Linked DNA regions of Danio rerio: region 2 is linked to region 1. Evidence: chromatin contacts called from public Micro-C data. All regions are on one chromosome and are shown on one strand. Each heading gives the region's core, a stretch centred on a gene start, on an enhancer-like site or on the middle of the called end of the contact. The rest is flanking DNA. Distances are from core to core; before and after follow the strand shown.

The links. A called contact is a pair of places that touch in the nucleus more often than the background predicts.
Region 2: a contact with region 1 is called in a Micro-C map of caudal fin, with 1.8 times the contacts expected there. The contact joins the promoter of inab here to the enhancer-like site in region 1. A contact is called at or near these places in 2 of 18 Hi-C or Micro-C datasets (caudal fin and hematopoietic stem cells) and 1 of 4 datasets of contacts at active chromatin or transcription factors (embryo).

The regions. Positions count from the first base shown.
Region 1 is chr1:35,377,722-35,380,609 of GRCz12tu, reverse strand. It overlaps nt5c2b (5'-nucleotidase, cytosolic IIb), which reads left to right. Exons shown (of 18, transcript NM_001079966.2): 18 at 134-519. The coding sequence ends at 370. The region is part of intron 1 of LOC141385860; the gene reads left to right. Among named protein-coding and RNA genes, the nearest start is that of nt5c2b, 49 kb to the left of the region's middle. Within about 2 kb of position 1,504, at least 4 of the 62 cell types and tissues checked have an H3K27ac peak or open chromatin away from gene starts, as enhancers often do. A contact at or near this core is called in caudal fin, where this site is marked.
Region 2 is chr1:35,434,171-35,437,058 of GRCz12tu, reverse strand. It overlaps inab (internexin neuronal intermediate filament protein, alpha b), which reads right to left and starts at 1,497. Exons shown (of 3, transcript NM_131032.2): 1 at 443-1,497. The coding sequence starts at 1,474. All of the region lies in intron 1 of LOC141385860, which reads left to right.

The DNA of each region.
Region 1 (2,888 bases), core at 255-2,754:
TTGCTAATAAGCATGAGCGACAAACATCCCAGTCTGCGCAATGCTTTCAAAAAAACATATACTCTTGTGCTCAGTGCCTAGACCAGTTGAACGTAATTTTTACTGTCGCTGTCTCCTCTTTTCTCTTTTCCAGATGCCCCATGAGTCCACAGTAGAACACGCTCATGTAGAGACCGACACAGAGTCTCCTCTGGCCACACGTAACCGCCACTGTGTGGACTGCAAAGACATCGACTGCAAAAGAAACCAGCTCACACGCTCCATCAGCGAAATCAAACCACCGCATCTGTTCGCTCAACCACCACAGGAAATCACACACTGCCACGATGAAGACGATGATGAAGAAGAAGAGGAAGAGGAGGAGGAGTAGACGGTTTTGACCATTTGAAGGGTAAAACACGCTGGATGATAAGGAGGAGGAAATGGATGAGTTGATGTATGAAGCTGAAAACAAGTGCAGTTCACCCTAACTGACGGTTTCCTGTTAAAGATGACTAAAGAAATGAACAAAGGTTTGTTTAAAAAAAAACATTGGATGGCAATCATTTATCGCTCACTATATATTGTCATGTGATATTCATCCAGTGGAAGGGACACTTACTTTACTGTGAACTGATGGTAAAACTTGCGAGTTTACATTAGACATTCATGTATGATCATACATGCAGCATATTGGTGAAACCTTGCGTTATTTTTTTATACAACGACTCGAAAAATCAGAGTCTTGATAGGTGTTAAAGTGCGATACACATGTTTTTAAGGATGTTAGAGAAATATTTTACTATATATTTTTTAGTTTTAGAGTAACTTCTGAAAAGCCAGTCCATCCAGTCAGATTATCTTGGTTACTACCTCCTGCAAAGGCTGTATCCATTTTTAGAATCCAATTTCTTTGGAATAGGGAAAAAAAAGTGTGTGTATGTTGGCAGAGTGTCTGTGTTGAAATCCAGCACGTGTTGAGAATCTGAATGAAGCACAGAAAGAAAAAAAAGCACGGTTCATTGAGACGTGTGTGAGGAAGTGCAGCCAACACAAGAATCCAGTTACTTGGCAACAACATGTAGCCGTTTGCTGTTAACATCTTGTTTTTAATACAGACATTTTAGCTAACGCTAATGCTACAGTAGTTGCTTGTCATATTAGGGATCACTCATGCACAAAAATGGTCTGATCACAAACATACACATCTAATATTGCAACAAAAATACAAAAATAAACACTATGATTTCACTTTGACTGTTTTTATACTCTTGAATAAGCTAAGCAGAACGCTCTAGTTTTGTCATTACGTGCCATATATCTGCCTGACTTATATCAGATGCAAAAACTATTCAACTAGTCATCATATATACTGTAAGTGACCTTGATATGCAAAAAATAAAAACAAAAAAACAAGTGAGGAGTTTGTTATCACACATCAGTCATTGGGAGAAAAAGTAGAGTAGCAGCTGGGCATTGTGAAAGGAATGGGTTGAGAATGAGTGCTGTTGCTCTGGTGATCGTTTCTATGGAATTTAGTGACTCATGTTGAACTCTGTTGATGGTTTACTCCCATGTGGACCAAAACGGTGTGGAGATGTTGATTGATTTAGCTTCAAGGGTCCTATTAGACACTATTCAGTGTCGGTTGTTAAGAAATAAACATTGTTATTAAGAATTACGGTAGTTAATGGTTTATAGAGAACACTGTTTGGCTTTGGGAAGCGTTCCAAGTGCATGAAACAGGTAGATTAGGATGATCGTGTGACTTTCATATGCATTACTCAAAGATAATAGGACGTAGGATCTAAATGAAGCTACCTGAGCTGTAATGCAACATGTGATACCTGTATGCATATTATAACTGTATATTATTTTGTTTTTTTTAGAGAATGTGTTTTTTTTTCATGGGTCTGACTGTCAGTTTTTCTAAAGGGAAGACCGAGTAGGAAGGTTTGTTATGAGGCACAAAATAGTTTATTTTTTTTAGATTTTCAAAAGTCTGTTTCTAAGGAAGCTGTTAAACAAGATATTTTTAAACATACATTGCATATTTTATATATGTCAATACAAATGGACATCCCAAAATGGGGCAGTTCTTTTAAAAATATACTTGTTCTTGGTCCAGGTCTTTAGAGACTGTGGTATAGGGAGTGTTTATGTCCAAATTTTTATCGTCCATCTCTTTTTTTTTTTCCCCCTCTGTTTCCATTGGCTTTGTATACAAACTCAACATTGTGGGTGTGTGTGTGTGTGTATATATATATATATATATATATATATATATATATATATATATATATATATATATATATATATATATATATATACACATCTAAAGTATACATAGATGTATGTAGATATAGATAGATAAATAAATAATATGGCTAGTTCCCTGGACATGGAATAAAACTAGTCCTGGGCTAATTTGCACTGGTGTAGGCAGTTATCTTTTTTTTAGCTGTCTATGCAAGGGGAAACTGGCTTAGATTATATTTTAAAGTAATAGAATAGCAAAGGCATAGAGTTTAAACAGTATTCGTCCACTTATGCCGTTAGTTATTATTCTAGATCACATTTCTTTAATCAAAGGTAGCTTTGCATACTGTATGTTTCTGTTTGAACTAGTGTTTTCATAGTATATTCTGGCATAGTTTAAAGTATAGTTGTTTATTAACTGTGCCAATAACCTACTAAATATTTGCTCTTTTCTATTTTTTATCTTATTCCTAATTTGTTTTTTCTTCTTCTTCTTTTAGTTATTTTTCAATTTAAACATTATTCAGTGTAATGTACTTTTTTTTAGCTTTCAGTTTTTTTTTTTTTTTTTTTGTTTTTTTTTTTGAGCAAAATAGCCATGACATTTATTAATCCCATTTTTTCATTTGTTGTTTGTTTAGGGCCTGTGA
Region 2 (2,888 bases), core at 248-2,747, 56 kb before region 1:
TCAGTATCTGGAAATTGTCTGTTTTAATTTATTGATTTACTTCTCTTTTATTATTTTGCATGAAATTTGGATTACGTTTTAGAGTTAACAAATGTCAGCAAAAAATTAATGGTTTAATTATAAATGTCTCTTTTTTAAACTTAGATTTAGTTTGAAGTAGCTTAGTTTTAGCACCATGGACAGAGAAGCAGTAACATTTAGTCAGTGCGGTCACGCCCATTTCACAGACACCTTTTGTCTGCTGTCTGAATAACTGGAGCGCAAGTATCTACCGGTGATTACCTAATGATATAACTGGGGATACAATTATATCAAATGATTGTTTTAAGAAAACATGTTCACAATTTTTAATGAAATAAATAAAACAGAGAAATTCTTTACTGAAATGACATCATCCTTTAACTCTGTTGAACAAGTGCGAAATGAAAACTGGAAAACCAACCTGGTAGCCCATGATCTCGGCGTTGTGCCTGTCCTCCATCTCATGAATCTGCCTTTCAAGAGATTCATTTGTACCCCTCAGACTCTCGATCTCGATGGTCTTGGACTGCAGCTGCCTCCTGAACTCGTTGAGCTCCTCCCTGCTAGCGCGAATGACCTCGTTGCTCTTGTTGGCCTGTTCGCTAAGGTCGGCGAACTTGGACTTGTACCACTCTTCAGCCGACTGCAAGTTCTTGCTCGCCATTGCTTCATACTGGCCGCGAATATCCTTTAGGGCGGAGGTGAGGTCGGGTTTGGCCACTTCCATCTCCACGGACACCTGGCTAGCCTGGATCATGTTCATGAGCTCGGCCACCTCCTCCTCGTGCACCTTCCTTAAAAAGTTGATTTCATCCAGAAGGGATTCGACCTTTTTCTCCAGGTCTAGACGCACCATGGAGGCGTTGTCCACGTCCTTCTTGAAAGCTCTCAGGGTTTGCTCGGCCTCCTCGCGCATTCTCATCTCTTCCTCAAACTTCTCGTGAAGTTTCTGTAGGTCTTCCTCGATACTGTCGCGCTCGAACATCATCTGGTTCTTCTCGGCGTTGAGTTCCTCGAGTTGGGAGCGCAGCTCGCGGATCTCCTGCTGGTAAAGTTCGGCCAGACGGGACGGTTCTGTCTGGCGCTGGCGCAGAGTCACGAGTTCGGTTTCCAGCACTTTATTGTGCTGCTCCAGATTGCGAACTTTCTCAATGAACATCGCGAAACGGTCGTTGAGCCCTTGCATCTGCTCCTTCTCATTGGTGCGGATGATTTTAAACTCATTGTTAAGCACGGTACTCTGGGTGAAATCGAAGCTGTCCAGAGAAGAAGACGGGAAGCCAGATCGGGTGGAGCGCTTGTAGGAGCTTGGGATGTTGGGGCGGTTCACAGACTGGGATTTAAACCCGCTCCGGGAGCTGCTCAGCCGGGATGGAGAGGCTGAGAAACGGGTGGAATCTCCGAAGATCTTCCGGTAGGAAGAGGCAGAGTAGATGTCGGATCCGTAGCTCATCTTGGCGTTTGACGATAAGGAGCAGAACTCCGGCGGCGTCTCCTTTTATAGCAGGACCGTCCCAATCAATAATTTAGCCACGCTTCTCCTCGCATCAACCTTCCTCACTGCAGATGTTTTAGGTGGACAGAGCCCAAAGAAATGTGACGAATAAGCTGATCTATGGGTTATTTTAACTTTAAAGGGGCAAATAATGATTTCTGTCTATTGAGGATGTTCACACAATCCTTCAGGCTGGAAACTCGATAGCAGCGGGCGGATGGAACTGTCCATTTTGGCGCAGTGCTGATGTCAGCAAAATACCTACGTTAATCACACTCATGGCACATCTGAAGAATACCTATATATTGCTTAATCTCTAAAAAATGACATCTATCCAAAACACACCCAACAATATTGTAACATTGTGATAAATCCAAAGATAAGGATATTATATTATATTATATTATATATATATAAATATAATAATAATATTAATAATAACAATAATAATAATAATAATAATAATAATAATAATAATAATAATAATAATAATAATGCATTATGTAATGTTGAGGAGCCATGGGGGCATTAACAGTCAGAAAATGGGCTAGCATTAAAACTAATTTTGCCTAGGCCCCTGGCTGCATTCATTCCTAATTCAACGACGAGATCATTTAGTTCAACTTTAATCAGTGGTGCAATGGTCGTTGCACATGATTCTGGGAATGTCTTTTTCTCTGTAAAAATATAAAGTAATAGTTTACGCAATAAATTTGTTTGACTTGTAGGTAAATATATTTTAAAAACATGAAGCAAACTTTGTGTACTTTATTTAAAGCAATTTTACAACCGTACAGTTATTTATTACTTATATGTTCAGTTTTTATAGAAGTAATGGTTTACTTTTGTTTGTTTCACACCAAACAAAAATTCAAGACTAATAAAACTATGGCTTAACCTTTTTCAGTCTCAACGTTGTTGAAAAAGTTAGATTTTTACCAATAAATATATTTTGTATATTGTGAATATAAAAACATAATAATTGATTAAACTGGAACCTACTAAAAAGTTTCAAGTCTTTGGGCGACACAAAAGAGGTTGTCTTTCGTCTACGAGTAGTTATCCAAGGCTGCCATCTGTTGGCAGATTGAAAGCATAGAGACAACATTTAGCATCTGATTTTATCCAAAGCGATTTAACAACTGAAGCAATCAATCTATTGTAACAAACAATGAGAAGTTTGGCAAACTGTTCATGTATTGCCTTGTTGAATGTTATTAGTTTAGTGTTATTGGGGCAGATTTTTTTTGTAATATAATTTGATATGATAATATAATTATCATATCATATAAAAAAAGACTTGTATTTCAATGCAGACAATACAGCAAACATTATAAAATGTGTTCCTCATGATTTTACTGATTAATTTTAC